Linked DNA regions of Sus scrofa: regions 2 and 3 are each linked to region 1. A link is a contact called in public Hi-C and promoter capture Hi-C data. All regions are on one chromosome and are shown on one strand. Each heading gives the region's core, a stretch centred on a gene start, on an enhancer-like site or on the middle of the called end of the contact. The rest is flanking DNA. Distances are from core to core; before and after follow the strand shown.

The links. Promoter capture Hi-C pulls out the DNA fragments that hold promoters and counts their contacts. A called contact is a pair of places that touch in the nucleus more often than the background predicts.
Region 2: a Hi-C map of skeletal muscle shows a contact between it and region 1, with 4 times the contacts expected there. The contact joins the promoter of TBC1D17 here to the promoter of RRAS in region 1. A contact is called at or near these places in 1 of 47 Hi-C or Micro-C datasets (skeletal muscle) and 1 of 2 datasets of contacts at active chromatin or transcription factors (alveolar macrophages).
Region 3: a promoter capture Hi-C map of skeletal muscle shows a contact between it and region 1, with 6 times the contacts expected there. The contact joins the promoter of DKKL1 here to the promoter of RRAS in region 1. A contact is called at or near these places in 1 of 5 promoter capture datasets (skeletal muscle), 1 of 47 Hi-C or Micro-C datasets (heart right ventricle) and 2 of 2 datasets of contacts at active chromatin or transcription factors (alveolar macrophages and skeletal muscle).

The regions. Positions count from the first base shown.
Region 1 is chr6:54,682,472-54,686,513 of Sscrofa11.1, reverse strand. RRAS (ras-related protein R-Ras) reads left to right here and starts at 1,800. Exons shown (of 6, transcript XM_003355998.3): 1 at 1,800-1,990; 2 at 3,874-3,961. The coding sequence starts at 1,838. SCAF1 (splicing factor, arginine/serine-rich 19) reads right to left here and starts at 1,177. Exons shown (of 12, transcript XM_003127346.5): 1 at 746-1,177. The coding sequence starts at 802.
Region 2 is chr6:54,888,292-54,892,052 of Sscrofa11.1, reverse strand. It overlaps TBC1D17 (TBC1 domain family member 17), which reads right to left and starts at 2,051. Exons shown (of 18, transcript XM_013998674.2): 1 at 1,966-2,051; 2 at 763-1,239; 3 at 187-285. The coding sequence starts at 783. AKT1S1 (proline-rich AKT1 substrate 1) reads left to right here and starts at 1,136. Exons shown (of 5, transcript XM_005664751.3): 1 at 1,136-1,267.
Region 3 is chr6:54,459,981-54,464,008 of Sscrofa11.1, reverse strand. It overlaps DKKL1 (dickkopf-like protein 1), which reads right to left and starts at 1,642. Exons shown (of 5, transcript XM_021094734.1): 1 at 1,584-1,642. TEAD2 (transcriptional enhancer factor TEF-4) reads left to right here and starts at 1,684. Exons shown (of 12, transcript XM_021094725.1): 1 at 1,684-1,765; 2 at 3,439-3,676. The coding sequence starts at 3,445.

The sequences.
Region 1 (4,042 bases), core at 551-3,050:
GCTACCGGGCCCAAGGCCGACCCGCTAAGCCCTCCAGGCCCCGCGGCGTGTCGGGAGGACCCCGGGACAAGTAGCGACCCGACTCCGCCCCGCCCACCCCGATAGGCCCGAGCCCCGCCGCTCGGACCGCCGCCGCCATCTTACCCCGCCGCTCGGGCTGCGGCTCCGGCCCCGGCGCGGGGCGGGGCGGGCTGGGGCGGGGCTCGCGAGCAAAGGGAGGAGAAAGGAGGAGCTAAAACGCCGCCGAGCTTGCCGGGACTTCAAGTACCGAGCACCGTGCCGTGAAGGCTGGTGGGAAGGCTTCGGACTCAGTTTCCCAGCAGTCAACGGGGCAGATGGGCCGGGTGCGCGCGACGTACGCCGGGAGACGTAGTCCGCGCGTCGCCTCCGCCGCGCGGGGACTGCGAGGGGATGAGGGGTGAAGTGGGCGGGGTTGCGGTAGCGCGCGATTAAGCCCCATAGTGCCCTGCACGCGCGCGGAAAGAGCAGCGGAAAAGGAAGTGCCGTAAAGAGCGCTCAGCCTGACAGGTGCAAGGGAGTTGTAGTTCCGCGGAGTGAGCCGTGGGGGGGGGGGAAGCAGGACTGGCTGGAAGTTGCCCCGCCCACATTCTGGGGATCCCAGAATCCTGATGCCCAAGTTCTCTCTAAATTTAGAACCAAGAAGCCCGGCCCTACAGCTTCCTCCTCATTTACAACAGAAAAATCCAAATCCGATTCCTCTCAGAGCCGAGGGGTCCGGACTCACATTTCCCTCAGAAGTCCGAGCCCTCCTTCCTCTTAGATCCAGGAGTCGGGCCTTCATGCCTCCCTCAGACCATTCCTGGTCTCAAACGCCTTACGCGAACACAGGGGTTCGGGTACCCCATTCCAATTCCCTCGGATCCAGAATATTGGGTCCCCCCGCTCCTTCAGCCCTCGGACCGATGAGTCCGGGCCCTCAGCAATCTAGAAGCAAGGACCTCCAGAACTCCTCCTTCCAGGACCCAGGAGTCCAAACCTCCAGTCACAATCTCTCCTTGCGACCCAGGGGTCTGGGTCCTGGGCTTTCTCCTCCTTCAAGACTCGGAAATCCTGACCCTAGACCCTTCATAACCCAGGCGTCCCCGCTTGGGCGAGCTGGCTCATGAATTAGGAATGCAGTGATCTCACGGCCCCTCCCTTCCCGGTTACCCGCTGGCCCCCCTCCAGGGCCCCATCTCCCCTCCCAGTCTGTCTTCCGCTAGGCTGGGACAGCGGGAACCGGAAGCCTGGGTCCCGTAGCGGGCGGAGCCTCCATCACCCAACCCAGATGCCAGAGTCGGGAGCTTGGCTTGGGTCCCAGGACAGAGGTTAATTTCCCCTCAGGACTCGCTCCTTCCTCAGAGCGCGCCTATATACGGCCGCGTGCGCAAGACTCAAGCCCCGCCTACTAGAACAAGGCCTCGGGGACGGTACCCTGAGAAGCTAGCTGCAACACAGGGTTTCTCATTTACATAGTCCCACCCCGAACGATTTTCCGGACCCGTCTACGAAGAGAATAAGAACTCTTATTAGCATGGCTCCGCCCCCCCGGCCCGCCAGCCGAGAGCGCGTGGCGCTGCTCGGGGTGAGCACAGTTCTCTCATTAGCATGTTCCCGCCCCATTCGGAATTCCCCTTCTCAGCGACAGCCGTACTCCTATCCGTATTAGCATAGCTCCTCCTTTTCCCAGGTCTTGCCTGCCTCTAAGTGTCCCAAGTAAGGAGCCCTTCTTGCTGGAGCTCATGTTTATGCAGTACCCTTATTAACGTGGTCCGCCCCTAGGCCCCGCCCGGTCCCCCCCCCCGCCCCAGGCGGTAGCGGCGGCAGCGGCAGCGACATGAGCAGCGGGGCGGCGTCCGGGACAGGGCGGGGGCGGCCCCGGGGCGGGGGGCCGGGACCCGGGGACCCCCCACCCAGCGAGACACACAAGCTGGTGGTCGTGGGCGGCGGCGGCGTGGGCAAGAGCGCGCTGACCATCCAGTTCATCCAGGTAGTGGACCTTCACCCCGGGGGGTGCCCCCGGGACCCACCCAGACCTGAGCCCTTGGCGGGATCCCCAAGACTCCGGCTTCCCCTCCATCCATCACTGAGACCCTCTTATGAGGCTTTCTAATCTTAAAAATGTCCCCTCAGATGTGACCCTGAGCCCCTCAGGGCCTCCACCCCCTACATGAGGGACCTTCCTCCTGTCCTTGTATCCTGAGACCCACCACCCCTACCCCAAGTATCCAAAGCCCCGCTCCTCTGCTGACCTGACCCTGGATGCCTCCTGGGAGCACCCTAAATCCAGAAGAGTCAACCCATTTAGACCCTAAGCATTCTCATGGGCCCCCACCCCGCTCGGGGCCACCTCCTCGCACCCTGAGCCCTACCTCTCCCAAATCCCTGACCTCAGCTTCCCCTCTGAGCCGCTCAGTAACTGGGAGAATGCCCTTGACATTACCCCAACCTGGCTGTTTAGCCCCTTCAGAGACCTCCACCAGAAAGTAGAAATTATGCCCAGACTTGGCCCCTGAGATCCATCTAGGACTCCATCCCACCCCTGTCCTCAGGGAGACCCCCTCAGACCCAAGAGACTGCAAAAAGATCCTGCCCCTTGGCCATTCCCACTAAGACTCCAAGTTCTGGGGATCCCCCATCCCACCAGATCCAGACCCCTACCCTTCCTCAAGGAAAACCATCCACTCCTCCGTCGTGAGTTTTCCTCCACTCTGATCTCCTGAGCCCCTCTCAGAAATTCTGGTTAGCCCCCAGATCATTTCCATGGAAGAAGCCCCCAGAGTCTTGACACCTCCAGAAAGACCTGCTCCTTTGGAGTTTCTCTGACCTCTTAAATGTATCTCCAGGTCTCTACGACTCTCTAGACATGTACTTATATTCTATGACAACCCTCCCCCATGCTCTCCAGCCCCCAGTTCGCCCACCTGAGCTTCTCCCGGTTTACTCTGCAGACACACCCCTAAACCCCCCAGGGCCAGGCCCCTGCACTGCCCCTTACCAAGCACCCTCCACGACAGGCAGGATGCAGCCTTCGGACCCCCAGCAGCTGCCAGATCACCCCTTCTCTTCTGAAAATCCACCCTTGCCCAGGAAACTTCCACCCCTTTCCCCAGGGGAAACTCTCCCACCTGGGAGAAACCCTAGAAAGGTGTCTGCTCCAGGGATGCCACCCCTGAGGTCCCTGGGCCCCAGACCCCTGAAGAGACCCCAGACAGCGCGTGCATGGGAGCTCCTGTCTGGGTAGAGAAAGGCCCCAAGCCCTGGGCCCCTTGCACCCAGGGGCAGACCCAAAGCTGGCCCAGGGCCTGGATGGAGGCGGCCGGGACCCAGGCAGGAAGGGAGGGGCCCCGCCTGCGGGCGGGGCAGCGTCTCAGCAGCCGGATTGGAACCGGGATCTTCCCCTGGGAGGAGACACTGGAAGCTGCCCAGGGGGAGGGGGAGAGGGAGGAGGAGGAGGAGGAAGAAAAAAAGAGGGAAGAAAGGGGGAAGAACACATGCAGATATGCTGGATGGCAAAAGGTCCCAGTGACTGAGCGCCTACTATGCGCAGACGATATGAAATGCTTAACGAGGATTTTCCCTGAATCTCACACACTGGGTTGAGGGTAGCACTCTTTTGATCTTCATTTCCCCAGGGAGAAAATCGGGGTCAGGAGAGGGGCAGTGATTTAGAGGGGGAGTGATGTGTTCAATGCCGCATAGCCAGGGCATCATCCCGACTCGGGAAATGCAACTTTATATCAAAAAGAGGGATGGGGCCGGGAGCCCCTTGGAGAGAGGGGCCTGGGGAGCACAGGGGATAAGGGAGGCAGGCCTCCATCATCCCTGCTGGGACCCTGTAGTAAAGCGTCCTCTCCACCCCCCCCACTCCAGTCCTACTTCGTGTCTGACTACGATCCCACTATTGAAGACTCCTACACCAAGATCTGCACCGTGGATGGCGTCCCGGCCCGGCTGGACAGTGAGGGTGGCAGGGGAGATGGAGTGGGAGGGTGGCCGGGCTGCGGGCTTGTGGGGGTGGCTGGCGGGAGCCTGGTCCCCA
Region 2 (3,761 bases), core at 802-3,301, 210 kb before region 1:
TCCCCAATCCGTCTGTCCAAACTTCTTCCCGGTTCCGGACCCTCAGCCTTAGAAAGTCCCATCTCCTTCCAGACTCCACCGCAGCCTTCATGAGGTCCCACTGCTGACCTCTGCACTATTCTACAGACGCCGCCTCCATCCCGCTCTGGACCTGCCCGTGCCCTTCCCTGCTCCCTCCTGGCCCACCTTCTCCACGACACGGATAACGCCGGCGATGAGGGAGTCTGGGTCTTGGTGTTTCTTGGCACTGGTGTGCAGGTACACGCCTCCCTTCTCAAACACCACCTGGAGATGGGGACTAGTGAAGGGCGGGGCCCAGGCGCGGGAAGACACCCCCCCTGAGGGCGGGGCCCAAAGGGGAGCCAATGGGAGAAGGCCAAGGGAGGAGCTATTCGCCAAGGGGCGGGCCCGGGGTACTATTACCTAGGTGATGGGATCTGGAGTGGAGAAGACTGAATACAGCCAGCCAGGCGTCAGGGGGGCTGGAAATGGGGGCGGGGGGCGGGGTAGTAGAGGAAGGAGTAGATCCAAAGTGGGCGGGGCTGGAAGAGGGTCTTGGCAGCTCAGTGGGCGGGGCTAAATGATATGTGTCTCCTTATGGCCTTGGAAAGAAGGGTGACAGTGCGTTTATTAAGGGAATGGTGTGTTTTGTTAAGGATGTGCCGGGCTCCCAGACCCCAGCAAAGCGTGAGAAGGAAGCGGACCACCGAAGGGGGGCGTTTCGCATCGACAGAAGCAAAAGAATGCGTCTTCAGTGCTTACCCTGTAACCGGCTCCCTCCATAGTCGCGGCCGAGGCCCTACTGCCCCGGCTCCCTCCTTTTCCGGGTCATCGTATTGTCACATCCGGATAGGAGACTCCCCTCAAGCCCAGAGAGTGGTAGCGGCTCTATCTGGTCTAGAACAGGAGTGGGTGTAACCATTTTTCAGAACAGGGTGGGTAGACTTGAACCACGAGGTTTCAAGTCACATGGCACAGACATGAAAGGTGGAGCGGCCAGCGAGAGTGCGCAGGCGCAGTGTTACAGTCCTTACCACGAAGTAAACAAGGGGGCGGGCCCAAGAACTCCACCCCCTCACTCAAGCTGGCTCGGAAAAACCTACTCCTTTTTCCATATTGTATACTGGCATCGAAGCCAAAATGATGCCATTTTGCTCGAGGGCACAGTCAGAGCCAGTTAGCTGCGGCCATGTTAATGTGGGGCAGTCCCGTCTCTCTGCGGGGCGCTACAGCAAGGTCCTGGAAGAGAGAAACGGCAAAGAAAAAGGTGAGAGAAGCCTGAAGGACTCGAGTAATTGGGATGAAACCGTCAGTATCCCCGAGAATGAAGCGTTTCCAGACAAAGTCCAGAATCACCATCGAGAGAAAGTGGCCTGAGCTGGGTAAACTGAAGCAAAAAAAGAAGCTGCCGTGTGGGGGTTTTGCACGTTTTGGTGCGGAAGGGGTTTAACCCAGAGAGGGTTTGTGTGCCGGGTACACTGCAGGCAAGTGAAGCCACGTTAGCGGCTCCGTTCTTAACAGGCATTGTTTTCTACCAGTACTTGTGGTCACTATGCACAAAGAACGTGAAGTTACTTGTATTAAGGTACCGTGGTTCCGTGTGAGCGTGTGCATTTGTCTCGTCCTTTTGGAGCAAATAGAAATGGTCTAAGAGTTCCCGTCGTGGCGCAGTGGTTAACGAATCCGACTAGGAACCATGGGGTTGCGGGTTCGATCTCTGCCCCTGCTCAGTGGGTTAACGATCCGGCGTTGCCATGAGCTGTGGTGTAGGTTGCAGACGCGGCTCGGATCCCGTGTTGCTGTGGCTCTGGTGTAGGCCAGCGGCTACAGCTCCGATTGGACCCCTAGCCTGGGAACCTCCATATGCCGCGGGAGCGGCCCAAGAAATAGCAAAAAGACCAAAAAAAAAAAATGGTCTAGGTTTGTTTCTGAGCAAACGGCGGCCTTTCTTTCACCATCTTTCACCTTGCAGTCGCCTTTGTCCCACTGTGATCCGGAGAAGCCCCGGTGGCCACCACCTTGATCTCATGCGGGTGGGATTTGGGAGGTGGAGTGTGCAGAGAAGAGGCGGGCCACGGAAGTGACGCAAGGCGCCGCCATGTCTTTTGAGGGCGGCGACGGCGCCAGGCCGGCCATGCTGGCTACGGGCACGTGAGTGGAGGCGGCGTTGTGAACTGCGGTGTGGGGAGGTTTTGGCCGTCCGGAGAGGGGCGTTGGGAGGGCGAGCAGGTCGCGGGAGGGGTACAGCCTGTGTAGATCAGAGGGCAGAGATCGCCCAGTGACCCTACGCTGAGCGTTGGAAAGGTGCCGCCCGTGTGAACCGTCGTGCTTGACCTGAGGCGAGGCTTAGACAGCCTTACTCCCCGGTCTCCAGAACCATTAGGATCCTCCCCTTGGCCGTGGACCACGTCCACAGGGTCGGGGGGTTACTCGGTGGGGCCTCGGGGCGCCCCTCACCCGTCTGAGGGCGGGACTTCCGGTCATGGCCCCTACCTGGGCGGGATTTCCTGTTTTCTTCCTAGAGAAGTGGGTCTTCCCTGGACCCCCGGGCGAAGAGGGGAGGTTTTCCAGCGGTAGGGAAAGACCCCAGGCATTCACCTGTTCCTGGCCACAGGTGCATCTTCGAGTTCCTTCCACCTTGGGGTGGGGAAAGGGTTACTTCCAGGTTGACAGGTGGTTGGAAGGGACTTCACTAGCATCCCTCATTCCTTGCAGGACTTTTCCTCTTTCCTCACTCCTGGTGTCAGCTTCCCCACCTCCTCACCTAACCCTAAAAGACCAAATACTTTACCTCTCTTTTGCCCTTTTTATGGGGGGTCAGGTCTCACTTCCCTCTCACGCTGATCTTAAACGCCTCCGTTTGGAGGGAGGAGGGTCTTCCACGTCGGAGCTCCGTGAAAGATACAGTACTTCCTGCAGAAGCTGTAGTGTTAAGTGACTCTCCCATTGGAGCCACTCTCCTTTTGAGTAACCCACTCCACAGAGCCCCCAGGCCTTGGCAGAGAGGTTGGTGGGATTCACCCTCCTCCTTGTATGGGCGCCTCCTCTTTGAGGTGTGTGTGGGACCCTTACGACCCCCCTTGCTACCACTGTTCTAAGGTCTAGGAGTTTGTTCTAAGAGATCTTGCCTAAGAGAGGAGTTTAATATTGGTGTCCCAAGGAAGTGAGAGCCTCAGATGCAGCACTCCCAGGCTGTGTGACCTTGGACCAGTCATTTCCCTGCCTCAGTTCCCACCATCAGGTGGGGATGTCCCAAGGAGCCGCTGTGGGATCCTGAGCGCCTCCCAGTTTGGGGTTTTTGAGTTGGGCAGACAGCAATTTCAGCCCTACTTTTGCCCTTTCTAGCTGTGTGCCTTCTGGCCAGTACCTTAATCTCTCTGAACCTCACTTTCCCATCTGGACTAGGAGATCATAAATCTTTCCTCATAAGGTTGGCAGGATGGCATTGGGAGTTCCTGTTGTGGCACAGTGAAAACGAATCCAACTAGGAACCATGAGGTTGCAGGTTCGATCCCTGGCCTCGCTCAGTGGGTTAAGGATCCTGCGTTGCTATGAGCTGTGGTGTAGGTCGCAGACGAGTCTCTGATCCCGAGTTGCTGTGGCTGTGGTGTAGGCCGGCAGCTATAGCTCCAATTCAACCCCTAGCCTGAGAACCTCCATATGCTGCGGGTGCAGCCTTAAAAAAAAAAAAAAAAAAAAAAAACAAGAACAGGCTCTGGTCCCAACTGACAGATCCAGGTCCCAGCTCTCCTTCTCTCTTG
Region 3 (4,028 bases), core at 393-2,892, 220 kb after region 1:
CAATCCTCTCCTTCGCCAGCGTTCATATCCACATCTCTTTCATATCCTGGTCTCATTCCTCCTCACCTTCTCCCACGCCCCGCCCCTTCTTCTGGGCGCCGCCTTTATACTACACCACAGCCTGGTCCACCGGACTCTCAGGCTCCCGCAGTCCAAGGACTGTTATATCTAAACAGTTCTGGTCTCGAGCCTAGGCCGGATTACCTGGGGCGTTGGGTGAGCTCCGCGAGCCCTGGACTCGGCCCTATTTGCTTGACCACGCCCCCATCTGCTGACCTCACCCAGGAGCCGGGCCCTCTATTGGATAGTCACGCCCTTAAGGGAAGAGCCACGCCCTTAAGGGAAGAGCCACACCCTTTAAGCCAAAGCCCAGCGTACTTTTCAAGCACACACCCCCATAGTCAGACCACGCCCCTGTCCGTTGACCTTGGCCTTGGAGACCCAGTGTTGCCCGCATTCTCCGATCGTGCCCATCTTGCCGCAGTCTTGCTCCAATTGCAGATGGCCCCGCCCCTGACTTAGAGCCACGCCCGCACACCTAGGCCCCACCTAAGAGCCCCAGATCTTGCCCCTAGTGCCCTCAGTTCCACTAGTCTGCTGATGAAATGCCCTACTCTGAACAGTCCTTCTGATTCGTCCACTGCTTAATTTTCTTTTTATCTGTCTGAGTTTCTCCACATCCCTTCCCATCTTCTCCAGGTTTTGAAAGGATTAACGCGCTCAATAGAAGGCTATGTAGGGACGCTGAACACGGAGCCCTCTTGCTACCACTGAAAAGCTCCGCCCTCTCGGGAAACCCTAAATCCAGTCCCGAGTCCCATCTTCCAAGGAGCCCGGAATCCCGGCTCCCCTCTACCTCAGGACCTCAGAGTCTGGACCCCAGCCCCTCTAGTCCCGAATTTGAACACTTAATCCTCATCTTTAAGGAACCTTTTTTTTTTTTTTTTTAATTTTAAGTGGCATGTGTAAATTCTAGGACCAGGGATCGAACCAGAGCCGCCATAGCAGACAAGGCATGTAGTCAGCCACAGAGGAAGCCCAAAGGGCCTTTTTAAGGGACTCTTATCTCTCTCTTCAGGCACCGAGGCTCTCTCCTGGTCCTGGGACACCAAATACCTCTAGTCCACTATCGCGTGTCCATGAGAGTCTCCATCTCCGTGAACCTCTAATAAACTCCCAGTCGTCTTGCCTTCCACCCTTAACTCTCAGGAAGTCACAAGGAAAGCAATCAATGGGGGGGAAAAATCAATGGAAATCGATAAAAAAAAAATCCAGCCTTATACTTCAATCCTGAAAAATGCACTTGAGGGTTGAACAGGAAAGTTTCTTTTGTTTCTTTTTCCTATCAATCGTTCCCGCACACACACAGCTGGGTAAAGCCAGGTGTCCAGGCCTCCAGACCCTTCCTCTCTAGACCCAGGAATCTTGGCCCCCAGTCCCCCCTCCCTCAGATCCAGGTTTCCTGGCCCCCATCAATCCTCCCTCAGACCCCTGAATCCAGACGCCCAAGACCCCTCCTCTCTCAGGGATCCTTCTAAGCACCAGAATCTGGACGTTCTCACCAGGCCCCAGCTAGACTTCACCTTTTTTTGCCAAAGCAAAAATCTTCCCCTAAATTGTCACCGTCGGATCCCCCTTCCCGCTGTCCGGCGCCCGGACCCGCCCCCCCTCCGGTCCCTCCCACTTTTCCCAAACAAAGCTCCCGGGCAACTTTCTCCCTCGCAGCGCCCCGCCCGCCCGCGGCTCCCCAGCCCCAGGCCGGGAGGTAGGAAGGCGCCGGCGGGAGTCGGGGATTCTGCATTTGGGTGTGTGAGTTGGGGTGGGCAATTATGCGTTACGCTTTGAGGTGTTTGTGGGCCCATCTCTGAACTGCTGGCCGCCCTCTTCTTTACCGGGGGTGGGCCCGAGGGTGCGCTCGTGACCGAGGCTAAGTGTGGAGTTGGAACTTTCGCCACACTCGGGGTGTTTGCTGATGGGTCTGAGTTTGAGACTGTGCGCCTGGGAATGGGTGAGGGCTGGGGACTCTGGCGGGTGTGTGCGCCTGAGTGTGAGTGTCTGTGGAGGTGTCGGTTTCACGTGAGAAAGGACCCCGGGCTTGTTTCTGACCGAATTGGTTTGTGTGTGTCATTTGTGGGCGCCTGGTCCTCCTCGTGGAGAACGGAGGCCTCCTGGGTGGCCGAAGGTGGGCTACGGGGCTTTCTGGATCTTCAGTCTTGTCGCTTTGGAGGTTTGGGGCCTGGGGAGGGGAGTTAGGGGGGACTTTTCTGACTCGGCTCCTCCGTCCCTTTGTCTGGCCACATGGGGGAGAGCTGGGCTGGGGTTTTGGCCTACGGGGGTCCTGACCGCCGCAGCGCCACTGGGCTCGGCCTGGGGTCTTTGTCTATCTCGGCCGGGGCTCCGGGGTCCAAGGGAGGAGGGGGATGGGGGCCTGGACTCTGGGGTCCTGGGAAAGCTGTGGAAGACGTGGAGCCGCCAGGGAGGCGGGATCTGACTGTATTGGAAAAAGTTTTCCCCCCGTTCCCGGCCTCCGGAAAGTCACTGGGAACTTGAGTTGGATCTGAGCCCACAGTGCCGGGGGCGGGGGATGGGGGGGAGGGGAACGGGGGAAGGGGCGGGGCTGGGGCCGGAGGGGAGGTGCCCTCGCCGGCCAGCCCCTCCCCTGATGGGGGTTGTGGGAAACTGGGGGAGGGGACGCCTGGGCCCTTTGTTCTGGCGCTCCTGATGGCAGAGCGCCCCCGCCCCCCAGTCTGTGGTGCTGTGGGTCTTTCCTGGTCTTGGCTGGAGTTTCTTCCCTGAGTCTGTCCCTCTCTCTCTGGGTCTCTGTCCCCTACTCTCTGGGACTCTGTCCTCTCTCTCTCTCTCTCTGAGTCGCTGTTCCTCTCTCTCTGGATCGCCCCTCAGCCTTACTCGGGCCTGGGCCCCTCCTTCTTTTCTGGCAGCTGCTGCTCACATCCTAGCACCTGTTCTGGGGGAGGGACTGAGCAGATTTCACCCACACCCCCCCTTCCCCTCAACTAGGCCCTGACGCCTGTCTTCTTTAAACCAGTAATCCATACCCAAAGTTTCAGCCCTCGTGGGCCCTAGGCATTCCTCCGGGGTCTTAAGACTTCATCACAACCCCGGCTCCCTTGAAAACACAGAGGATAATGTTCTCACCCTAAGCTTCCCCAGAAATCCAGCCAACTTTCTCCCCTAGGACCTAAAAGTCAAGGCCCCCCCCAGGCTCTTGCTTCCCTCAGACCTGGGAGTTCGGCTTCCAGCCCCCTCCTTTCTCAGATCCAGGGGTCCAGGCTCCCAGTCCCCTCCTCCCTCAGGCCCCAGGATCTGGGTACCCCTGCCTCCTCCCTCGGACCCAGCTCTCTGCACCCCCAGCCCTCCCAGCCCTGAGGTCCCTCTGGGTGGGTTGTGGGAACCTTGGTGACCTCTGTGTTCCTCCAGGCCCAGATGGGGGAACCCCGGGCTGGGGCCCCCCTGGACGATGGCAGCGGCTGGACAGGAAGTGAGGAAGGAAGTGAAGAGGGCACTGGTGGCAGTGAGGGGGCTGGGGGAGATGGGGGCCCAGACGCCGAGGGTGTCTGGAGTCCAGACATCGAGCAGAGCTTCCAGGAGGCCCTGGCCATCTACCCACCCTGTGGTCGGCGGAAAATCATCCTGTCGGATGAAGGCAAGATGTATGGTGAGTTCATCCTCTCTTTTTGCCTTGGCCCCCGCTGGTTAATACAAATATTAGATAACAGGAGTTCCCTGGTGATTCGACGGATTAAGGATCAGGTGTTGTCACTGCAGCAGCTCAGGTCACTGCTGTGGTGTGATTCTAACCTCTGGCCCTGGGAACTTCCATATGCTATGGGTGTGGCTCCCCAATAAATTAAGCAACATTGGTGGAGCTGTAAACACTGTTCACATAAAAGCACGCTGTATCCTCACAGTGACTCAGGCAGGGGCTAGCATCACTGTTTGCACAGATGAGGAGACCAAGGCCCAGGAAGGCTAAATGATTTGTCAGAGGCCACACAGAACAAGCTTGT